Regions from separate parts of the Hordeum vulgare genome. Here region 1 is linked to region 2. The links are chromatin contacts, called in public Hi-C maps. All regions are on one chromosome and are shown on one strand. Each heading gives the region's core, a stretch centred on a gene start, on an enhancer-like site or on the middle of the called end of the contact. The rest is flanking DNA. Distances are from core to core; before and after follow the strand shown. Region 1 has its middle 29 kb from the start of LOC123430394. Region 2 holds the start of LOC123426959.

The links. A called contact is a pair of places that touch in the nucleus more often than the background predicts.
Region 1: a contact with region 2 is called in a Hi-C map of seedling, with 4 times the contacts expected there. The contact joins the enhancer-like site here to the promoter of LOC123426959 in region 2. A contact is called at or near these places in 2 of 6 Hi-C or Micro-C datasets (leaf and seedling).

What each region holds. Positions count from the first base shown.
Region 1 is chr2H:518,383,760-518,389,437 of MorexV3_pseudomolecules_assembly, forward strand. No RefSeq gene overlaps it. Among protein-coding and RNA genes, the nearest start is that of LOC123430394, 29 kb to the right of the region's middle. Within about 2 kb of position 2,207, at least 3 of the 3 cell types and tissues checked have open chromatin away from gene starts, as enhancers often do. A contact at or near this core is called in leaf and seedling, where this site is marked.
Region 2 is chr2H:517,712,720-517,718,478 of MorexV3_pseudomolecules_assembly, forward strand. LOC123426959 reads right to left here and starts at 4,454. Exons shown (of 21, transcript XM_045110880.1): 1 at 4,287-4,454; 2 at 4,116-4,188; 3 at 2,961-3,083; 4 at 2,687-2,856; 5 at 1,862-2,020; 6 at 1,542-1,688; 7 at 1,320-1,383; 8 at 423-727. The coding sequence starts at 4,373.

The DNA.
Region 1 (5,678 bases), core at 957-3,456, 670 kb after region 2:
TTCGCCGCCTCGTGCTCCGATAACTGCATGGCCAGTCGAAGCGCCTTGGCATTCTTGCGGCGTAGCCGACGCGCATCCGTCTCTGTCGTCGTTAGCCAGCGACGAAGAACGTCATCGGGGAGCGCATCCTCGGGGTCAACAGGCGCGCTTAGGTCGAGCGTCGCGCAGCGAGCGCCTCCCCCTCTCCCTAGCCCGTTGCCGCTCGCGACGGGCTGCACGTGCCCTGGATTTTGGCCTCCTCATGCACCCCGTCCCCGACGCGGGCACGAGGACCTAGCGGTGGCCGAGCACCGCTCTCGGAGCAGAAGGTGGTGGACGTGGGCGGCGTACTTGACCTAGAGAGGACCTCCCGGAGCAGGAGCGACCGAAGCTGCACGCCTCGCGGGAAGGGCATGCGACGTTGTCGGGCGCTGTGTCAACGTGCGACGGGCCCGGAGGATGCAGATCCACCACCATCGGCGCTCCTTTGGCGTGCGACGGGCCCGGAGGATGCAGATCCACCGTCGCTCGGGCCGTCTTGCGGAGGGCCACCTCCTCCACATCGATGTTCGACCCGTTGGAGTTGCTTCCGTCGCAAGCCATATAATCAGAACGTGGGGAGGGGAAGTGGAGTGGACGGAGAGTGAACTGCCGGATGTCTATGGTTTTCTCGATTCAGGTATTTAGTGGGGTACGTGGTGGGCCGGGCTGACGTGTCGATGGGGTCGATGGTGGGTCAGGCAGTCACGCGGGCGTGCCCGGGCTCCCTCATATCTACTCCATATTTGGTGTGAAAATGGAGGATGTCGGTCAGCCCGGACGTTTGATGTCCGTTTGGGGAGTCCGTCTGGATCGATTTTTCATGACTGGGCAGTGACCGGATGGTTTACACGAACGTTTAAAAAGAATTTAAGGGGTCGAGGCACTAACTGATTCGTATCTGATCTGTTTGCACCCCTAGTTTTAGATATTGATATGGTGCACAAGTCGACATTATAAAAGCCTTTTTACTGACGAATCTAATATTTCAGTTAATTATATGGCAAATGAATTATATCAATTACCAAATTTAAAGTTGCAAAAAAATACTACTCACTACTAAATGACATATAGTGCGACTGAACAGGGGCGTGAATCTAGCCACACAAATGGAAGGGTGAAGGAAATAAAGCCAAAAATTGCACGCATCATTAGATTTGTTTTGATTGATCGAGGCAATCCTTTAGATAATGAGATAATGTTGTTTTATCACGTTTGAGTCGCACATTAGCTTGAGTGTCCGTAATCAGTTCCAGAAGATGCCTGCATAACTTTTAGAAACCCTTTCGGGAGAGGGAAGGTATAACATGAGATCTGCAGGTGCAACTAACCCTTGTTGGTCTTTCTTTCTTTTCACCTTTATTGAACCAAAAGATACTATAGAAACGAAACATGCATGATCAGCAACATTGTAAGCAATACTGTTAGTCACACCGAACCTTCTTCAGCCACAAGGAAAGCTTACGCGGAAGATCTCACGGCCATACAATACTGGCAAACGCCGAGCCAGATGTCAGACTCAAAAATGTTCTTAACCCCCGGTTGACCAATAGGAGCCAAGAGATCCTGGATGTTGAAAGCTGAGGCCATGGCCATATGTCACACCAAGGCAAGGCAGGTACACATCTTGTTGGCCTTTTCATGTTTACTTATAGGTACTATTTTAGTACCAGGAAAAGTCCACCTTCACTTGGGAGAGGGACAAGCGATGGAGATCATCGCGCCCAGGTCGCACTTTGGCATGTGATGAAGTGCACCGTTTGAGGTTTGACCAACAGCGAGCACACCATGCTGAAGCCAAAGGCCGGATACACGAGGGAAGGGACGCGGAAGAATCGGCAGCCATCCATGTGACCCTGGGGCAAAGTCCATAGCGTGCGCGTGCGAAGGCAAGGCAGGGAGGGAGGCAGCCCAATCATTCGGCTGTCCGCCCGCACAGTCGGCCGATACGGTGTGAGCGAGTGAGAATCCTTCTCCAGGGAAAGATCTCGAACTGACAACGTTGTTTGGTTAAGAAAAGAAGGTCTCGTGCGTGGAGCGGGAAGGAAGAGAAGGGACGTGGGTCACGTGAGGTGGTACGCCCGCCTTGGATCCCTTTGTTGGTTTGTTTTTAGGATTTAAGAGAAGCGTGGCCGTGGGCAGTGTAACGTGGGAGGTCACTCACATTCACAAGTCGCATGAGATGCTGTGCTGCTCAAGTTACGTGTGGATGGAGCAGAGCAGCCCCTCTCCCGTCCCGTGTTGTGTGCGTACGGTGCCGGTGCCGGTGCCTGCAGCGCCAGGCCTCCCTGACTTGCTCCCTCTGTTTTTGTTTCCGGTTTGGCTGCCTCCGCATGCGTGTCCCCGAAAGGAGGAGGAATGTGTGTGTGTGTTGGTTGGGTTTGGCCAGTCAGATCTACGGACGGGATGGATCATGTCCGATTGCAGCTTGTTTGTTTGCGGAGGCAAGGCCGGCACCGAGAGACACACGTACGTGCACCGGTACACGATGCGTTGATGTTGGAACCGTGCGTACGGTACGTAGCAAAGTGCTCGGATCCGAGCAACATGTCCATCCATGTTGAGATGGAGGCCGAGGCGTGCAGGTGCAGCCATGCCCGTGCATGTGGCGCCATAAAGCCGCTCTGCTCTCGTGCGCTGCCACCGCCGTCATTGATTGGACCCCGGAGAGGAAGAGGAAGAGGGGGTCCGTCGTGACCCGGTTGAGTGAAAGATACGGCCGGCCTGCGCCCAGGAAAGATGTCCCAACACGAAACGCAGTGGAGTGTCCTCCCGTCCCAATCCCATGCTCCCCGTCCCCGTCCCCGTCCCCGGCATGGACGGGCAGGCACTTGGGTTGGGAGGACACAGGAACATGTTGTCTCTGCATCCACCGTTACATACGCCGCAGGGCAGGGATATTCCCCTTCCCCACCATCGCTGCTAGCCAGCCTGCAACAGCTGTTTTTCTTGCCTGGGGTGCAAAACCGGCGTTTGGCCGGGCTGCCTGCCACCGTAGTGAATAGCGAACGGCCCCTAGCCCATCTCTCTCTCTCTGGGTTATAGCGCACATCAGCCCGACGGCCCGACAATTTTTCCTAGATTCGTATTTTTAAAATATTTTTTTTTTTAAATCGTGCGTTCAAATCTTGAATTATTTTCATCGTTGGATTTCACGCGTCGAAATCTTTAAAATTAGATCACATGTTGATAGATTTTGACGAAAAAAAAGACCAGACTACGGAAGGAAAAATAAACACATTTTTTCATTTGCGTCGTGTCTCTCGCGGAAACAAATCCATGCCTCTCGCGAAAAAAAAAAAGACAACACGGCCGTGCTCTCGTAGAAGCAAAACCGTTCCTCTCGAGGAACGGAAAAAAGAAAACATGTTTGTTTTCTGTTTTCGCAAGGCATGGTCGTGCCTCTCGTGAAAAAAAGAGAGCCAACACGGCCGTGCCTCTCGTAGAAGCAAAACCGTTCCTCTTGAGAAAGGAAAAAAAGAAAACATGTTTTGTTTTCTGTTTTCGCGAGGCATGGCCGTGTCTCTCGCGGAAGCAAATTCGTGCATCTTGCGAAACCAAAACCGTACCTCTCGAGGAATAGAAAAAACTCGTTGTCTTTTTCGTTTTCGAGAGACACAGATGTGCCTCTCGCCGAAACAAATCCGTACCTCTCGTGCAAGAAAAGTCGTGATTTAAAAAAAACACATTTTTCATGCAGTTTTTAATTATTTGCATCCAAAAACTAAGAAGGACCGGTGAAAAACCAAACACAAAAAAAAGTCGGAATAAAAGTCATCTGAAAAGCCAAAAATATGTGCGAAAAAATATATAAATAAAATTCAAAAAAAACATTCAAAACGCGACACGTGTCAGCGGTTGAGAACACGCTAAGTGACAGCACGGAGGAGTGATCGTTGGGAAGCTCCCGAAGGAGCGTTCGTCAACTAGTTGCTCCCCAACAATGTGAATCCTCGTTTTCTTATTCTGAAAACCTTTTAGAAGGTTCCGGACTTCTGGTCCAGTTTTCTGTTTATTCTTTTTTTCAGTTGATCTGGAATTTTCCTTTTATCTTTTTTGAATGTATTTAAATGTTTGTGTTTTACAAAAATATTCCCAGTTTTTATTAGGCAAAAGCTTGTGTCTAGGCAAAGGATCGCACGTTGTACCTTATGACCTTATCTGTATGATGCGTGTTCTTTGCGTGCATTTTTATGTAACTTTTTCTTTAACATCATATGTGTTGTAAATTGCCTCCCACAACAATATTCATGTTCCACAAAATGAACACGAAAATAAGTGCAACTATTTTCTGCAACATTATTTATGTTGCAAAATTTGTTCCTCAACAACACCCGTGTTGTAAAAATAATGTAAAAACAAATCGGCAACATCATCTATGCTGCAAAAGATTTTTGTAACGTAAGCTTTCTTGCAAGGAACTATGCAACACTACTCTTTTATTGCAATGATGAGGACAGTTCTACATGTTGGATAGTTATAGATCTAACGGCTCTCTAGGCGGTGGATCTTAGCATAGCCCTTTTTATTAAATGTTCAGTTTCATAGAAAATGGTGATGTTTTCAAAATAATGATATTTTTTGGTTTTTACAAAATGATCATAATTCTAAAAAATGTATAAAACTTCTTTTTTTGAAAAAAATAATAATCTTCTGAATTACAAAAATTGTTCGCCAAATTAAAAATATGTTGGCCATAAGCAAATTTGTTTGACACTTCAGAAAATGTTTGTATTTTCGAAAATGTATTCAGTATTTCAAACAATGCCCATATATACAATCATTCTCGAAATTTATAAAACGTTTGCTACTCCCTCCATCCATACATACAAGGCCTAATGCATTTTTTAAGATTTTCTTTGACTATTGATAAGATTTATAGTACTCCCTCGGTTTCAATTTTTTTGTCTTAGCTTTGTCTAAAAATGAATGTATCTAAATACTAAAACTTGACTAGATACATTCATATCTAAACAAATTTAAGACAAGAATTTTGAGACGGAGGGAGTATGTGAGATGTATAATATGAAAATTATATCATTGGAATCTCCTTTCACGTAAGAAATGTATGGTGTGCTTTGTATAACTTACATGTTATATATTATTAGTCTAGCACATGATCAAAATAAGTCTTTAAAAATGCATTAGGCCATATATATATATGGATAGAGGGAGTATACTACATTGTCACTGCAATGTCGGCTCGCTACAACCTACAAGCACAACAATCGTTGCGTCACAAATGGGCAGGCACAATCAGATCAAGCCCAGTGCAAAGGGGCGACTGTTTGCTGCAGCGAGCGTCCTATAGGAGGGGAGCTCCTATGTACCGCATTCAACGGCAGAATACCGAGGCTTCGTACAGGACAGCCCTGACTGGGCGGGCGGGTCTATGCGGGTTGCGTGGGTTGGTAAAAATCAGCAGCTGCAAGGAGTGTAAAAATAAAAACGCGTAGCTTCAGTCGGGATTCCAACTCACAATCGCGTTCTTGGTGAACGAGGTAGCTAGCCACTCCGACTGCTTCGTGCTCATGGTGAAAAGACACCACGTATACATTAGAACAAGCCACATAGGCAGATTAGATTATCTTTTAAGTTCTTTTGTGAACATTTTTTTGGGAAAACAAGAAAAAAGTGAAAGCGTGAACTTTTTTCAACAT
Region 2 (5,759 bases), core at 3,204-5,703:
AGGCAGCTTCGTCCCTGCCTGGCGCAGTGGTAAAGTACTCACCACTTACGCCAAAAGGTCCAGGGTTCGACGCAGCCTCTCTACATTGCACTGTGCAGGGGTAAGGCTTGCCTGCCTCATATAATCCTTCCCCAGACCCCACCAGGTATGGGAGCTTCTAGCACTAGGTCTGTCCTTTAGGTTTCAGCATTTCTCATCTTGTAGGAATCTGGAAAACATAACATCCAAATTCCAGTGCTCTTACATTTTTTTAAGTCGCATGTTCTAAAGAGACCATTAAGGAATCCTATAGGATTCCATTACCTCCTAGTCAACTTATGTTGGATTATTCAACAATTTGTTACGATCCCTCCAAAGCTACAGAATCAAACCATACAATGTTTTGCTCTAACTGTTAGTAATTAGCAGGAACAACTTCATACCTTCTCATAAAATAACCGTTTCACTCCCCATAATTTCTTTAGACATACCAACACAGAACTATTCAGCCAATCAGGCCCAAACTGGGATTTTGATCTACCAAATTCCATCTGAGATTTCTTTGCCTCGTGAATAAATGTTGTACATATTAGATGCAGACAATGAAGGGCTGATAATAACGCTTCACTTGACTGAGCATCATTAGCTGGCTTTGCACAGATTTCTGAAGCTGAAACCTCTATTGAATTAATGAGAATTCGGATGAGGTTCTGAAGTTTCATTAGTACAGCAGATGTCGCGAATGCTCCTGCAATGCAGTAAGTGAATAAGACAATAACAATAAGCATAAAATTACAGAAGAACATAACCAAAAGTAGCAAATAGTCAGCTAAGATGTGTCATGTGTATCTACAACAAGATAAGAAAATATGTTGGTATAGTGTTATAGGGCTGTATAGCTGTTTATGCTATCACCCATAAAAAATTGCCATTTCTTACAATTTTGCTCTTACTTCATATTCCAAATTCAACTAAACACCCAAATCAATTATATGTCTGTTAACTCTCCTGATTATACACTTTCAGATCTGCTGATCATAACAAAACCAGAAAGTGCCCCTTCTCAAAAGCTATCCTATTCGGAATTCACTTATTTCGTGACCAGGTTAGCACTTAGCAGAGGTAGATCCCATTGAAAACAATGTTGGAGTGTTAAATATCTATATAGGGAGTTGAGTGCTCAAGCGGCTACGTATTGGGTTTCTCTGATCATGTTACGACTAAATTCACACTCGGTGTTATTTGTTCCTTAAACTTTAAAATGTAGCAGCTTGGTAGAGCTGCACAAATTTCATTGCAATTAAGGAAGCAACAAAAGAGGATGGTGTTTAAAGACTTGCCACTTTCAGGGTTATCTTCGTCAAGGGTAGGTTTCCAAAGTTCTCCCATAGGGCGGTTATGAACCTGTAGATCACGAGCAAAGATTTCAATCATTACAATATATGTGCTATTACATTTCAGAACATGTGCACTAGCTATTTCACCAAGTTCGCCATCACAGTTCCAGGTGCAGGAAGAAAAATTCGAAGGAAGAAAAGATTCAGCTTGCTAACTGCACGAACCAGTCGATCTGATGCATCATCATTTTCCGTCACACGAGCAACCAAGGAAAGACAGTGAGCAAGCCCGGCAAGGACACTATTAAGTTTACTCTTATCCTGTAGATGGATTCTGTCGTTGCTCAGTACAGCAACGAAGTTGTTGAAAGCCTGTAAGAAGGAATGGTGCAAAAGAAATTATTAATTGGTAATGAATATGGCCAATTACACACCTAGCAGGAATGGCAATCAGTCTGAATGCATTTCTAACAAACTAGGCTTCATTAGCACACACGCAAGCATTCAACTTTCAACACATCAATACATGACTGAACTCCACTGACCTGTTCGGCATATCTGGGAAAAGAGGATGGGAAATTGAGGACCACGAGCTCCAAAAACCTGAAAGCCATTAACTGGATATCCATAGATAGGTGTGTCATTCCATTCAAAACATTTGCCATCAACAGAGATAGTGTACTGCGGGTAGACATTGCATTGTCCTGTAATAAACAGAAAAGTATCACATGATCACATCTGAAGCCGAGAAAATAGGAGTAGATATAAAAAACTGGAGCAGGTCAAAATAATAATAATAATATAAGATACTAAAAATATGGCATATATGAGCTTATACTACTTAGAAGAGACTCCAGGGTCCGTGAAACAAAATAGATACTAGACAATTGTGGGCTAAACCAAAATGAAGGAATGTTTGGTGCTTCATTGTTTGGAGCACATTAAAAATTATCACCTATCATCAAGTTTTCAACAAATAGAGTTTTGATTTATATTTGCATATGCAGTCAATAAGCAGCTACATTATGGTTCGCAAAAAATGGGAAGTTTAGTGCTTCATTCATTGTTTGGAGCACCTCAATGAATTGTCACTGATCATCAAATTTTGTAGAAATGGTGCTTCAATTTATATTTGCAGATGCAGTCAATACCAATAAGCAGGCTAGTACATTATGGTTCATGAAGAAAAAAGAACATCACATTATCAAGACTCAGTGTGCACCCTGTGCATATAAGGGTGATGCAAAAGGCTAAATATAGTATCTTCATTGTTGTTCAAATAAATGTTCTGGTCGTCCCAGCAGCACATTCGGTCACAGAGGGGATGTGTGTGTGTGTGTGTGGGGGGGGGGGGGGGGGGGGGGGTTTACCTCTTTCAAAGATGGGAATACAAGAGACTGCAGTAAACTGTACAACGAGTCACGAACCACCTTGTCACTGTCGCATATCCGTTCCTGCAGCTTCTCAATCATAGCAACCTTGTGCAGTTTAAGCTCTGCTGGATGCTTGGTGACAAGATCCTTTATTCCATTCATTGCAGCTACAACAAGAACAACATTAAGAAGCGTATTTCCAGTGAGCTGCTGTGCACACAGCGTATTGGGCATCGCAATGCGCCGGGGCAGAGGGTAAGGGGCAACTCACCTCGCCGCACTTTGGGATTGTAGTGCACCGTCTGCTGCAGGAGCTCCCGCAGCGTGAGCCCGCGCTTGTTCACCGCCATGCCCGACCTCTCCGACGCCATGGTCTGCTCTGGCAACACGATCACTGCACGCAAACAAGCACAAAAAAGGTAACCCCAGTTAAGCGCCTCCACACACGTCAGAACCAAGTTACTGTTAGCAATGTAGCTCGACTAAACCTGAGAATGGTTTCATACTTGAACCATACCCAGACATTTATCTCTCAAAACCATATTTGAACCATGACCATTTAATGCCCAGTTCTTTTGCCAGAATCTGGGGATTCTCCCAGAATCCGACCCCTCCCCAGCTTCTCCCAGAATCTTTGACCCCCATTTGTTTTACAATCCTAGCTAATTAGACCCTAACTAGATAGGATTGTAAAATAAATGAGGCTCCAAGATTCTGGGAGAAGCTGGGGAGGGGTCAGATTCTGGGAGAATCCCCAGATTCTGACAAAAGAACTGGGCAATGTCATTTTCAGCCCAACCAAAAGTGAACCCATTATTATTTTCACCCAAACCAATTTAAACCCAATACATAACCATGGGTTTAAACCCAGTACATAACTATGGGTTTGCTTCAATGTACATATGATTGCACAAATTGACATGTTAAAAAGCAAGGGTAAAAAGCAAATGAGATAGAAAAAGGCATAAGTGTATCTACAATAGTTTGGGAACAAAGTTATCCTTGAAATACAGTCAGCATACAACAAGAGGCAAAAAGAAAATGCCCACGGCTGAAAAGCTCACTGACAAGTGTATTAAAACCAAATTGCTTAGCCAAAGCATAAGCAAACACTTCCGATTTTCATGTGGTATTTCTCCATAATACATAATTACATAGTGCATTACAGCATGCATGCGGATCAAAGATACTCGTTCTCGATCGTCATTGGTTATTGCACATAACCAATGCTTAGAAACCAATTTGGACCCATAGTTTATAACAGCTAATAACCAAACTGTTTACATAACCAACTATATCCAAATTGCTCCACATACCCAAATCAAAACCAAACTAAAAAAAGGTCAGCCCAATCAAACCTAAAATAAGAACCGTACCGTTGCACCCAGTTTTTAAATAACCATTCTCAGGTTTAAGCTCGACTCACATTTGGACTTGATCTCCGTGTTGGTGGCGTTCTTGGGCGGCGGGAGCTTGCGCCCTACCTTGTGCTTGTACTTCTGCGAACCACCAAGAGCTTAAACGGTTAGTATCGGCGGTGGCTCCGAGCGGAGACTGGGGGTTGGGGAGCGCTTCAGGGGACGGTCGCGGTGCTTACCTTGAAGTCGACGCCGCCGCGCTGTTTCGGCTTGGACTTGGCCTTGGGCTTCTTCGACGCCGAGGCGCCGCCCGCTGGTCGCCCCATGGCGCGAGGGCGTTTCTCGCGGGTCGGTGGGGTTGGTCGGGGTCGGGGGCGGCGGCTGGGGGAGAAGGAGGCGGCGGCGGCGGCGGCGGCGGCGACGGAAGATATGCTAATTGCCAAGAAGTGTTGTATAGTAGTAGACGGGGACAGCGAGGACAAAGAAACGAGGCCCGGGTATAAGGCCCAGTTCGCCGGCCCTATTTGTAATACATGGGGCACACCCACCACGTACAATGGGCCAGCCCATATAGGGTCCTATTTTACGAAAGATTTTCAGCCACTGTTTTGTGAAGCTTCTACAGGCTTCCGGTCGGGGTTTTTTCCTGGTTACTGTTTTTGCATTTTATTTCCTTTTTATAAATTTATCATTTTCAAGTTAATGAACTTTTACCAAATTTGTGAACATTTTTCAAAAGCTTTTTTCTAAAATTCATATACTCCTTCCTATCCATATTGACCCGTTCGGCAGCCCTCCGCTCCAGGCGAGTGAGGAGCCGCTCCCGTGATCGCTAGCTTGAGCTCGGAACCGTTCGGTAGCGATCCGTGCCTCTGTTTCATGTGTAGTTGGGCTGCCGGCCCATTTCTTGTGGATGCAGCCTGCTAATAGCAGGAAGATGGATCCAGATTCTCTAAAAGAAATCAAAACAGATCTAGCACGTGGAGAGGTGTATGTTTGCTGGGGGTGGACTGAAATTCGGTATCTCGTCATCCAGTTTTGGCGGAGGAGAGATTAATTCGGACGGCAACTAACTTCGATCGATGTGGAGGTCTAGGGTTCGGGCGCCATGGCGAGGAGCTCGAACGGGAGAGAAAAGACACGAGTGAGATTCAACAGCGTCGTACATGTTCGTTATTACTTATCGGTGGCATCCACACGTAATTTCATGCCGCTCCTAATTTTCTGTCTTCGTGGAGCGGGACCAGGCTAGCTCTTCAAAATCAGCCTAATCGATGGAGCGCTCCATCTTTATCGATTCACGGAGCGCGACTCTTCGGGACAGCTCTACTGGCTCCGGCTGCGAAGCGAGGAGCTGGAGAGTTGCCGAACGGGCTCCTTTAGTACAAATTGTACTAAAGCAGCATCGACTAATTTATATTGAAGTGAGTACATTTTCACATTCGTGGATTTTTCCTAAATTGATAGAAAAATAGAACTCATCAACTTTTCTCAAATTCATAATTTTTAAAAATTCATTACTTTCAAATCGTTGTGTTTTTTCTAGAAACTCAAGTTTTTTTTCATGATTTTTCAGTTTTATTTTTAAACCAACAAATTCTATTGTTCAAAAGTGAACAATGAAGTGATCGATCGCATCTGAGCGATGAGCGGGCAAGCATGACAAGCGCAACCAAGCGACCACCACGTGAGCATAGACCGACAGCCTAATG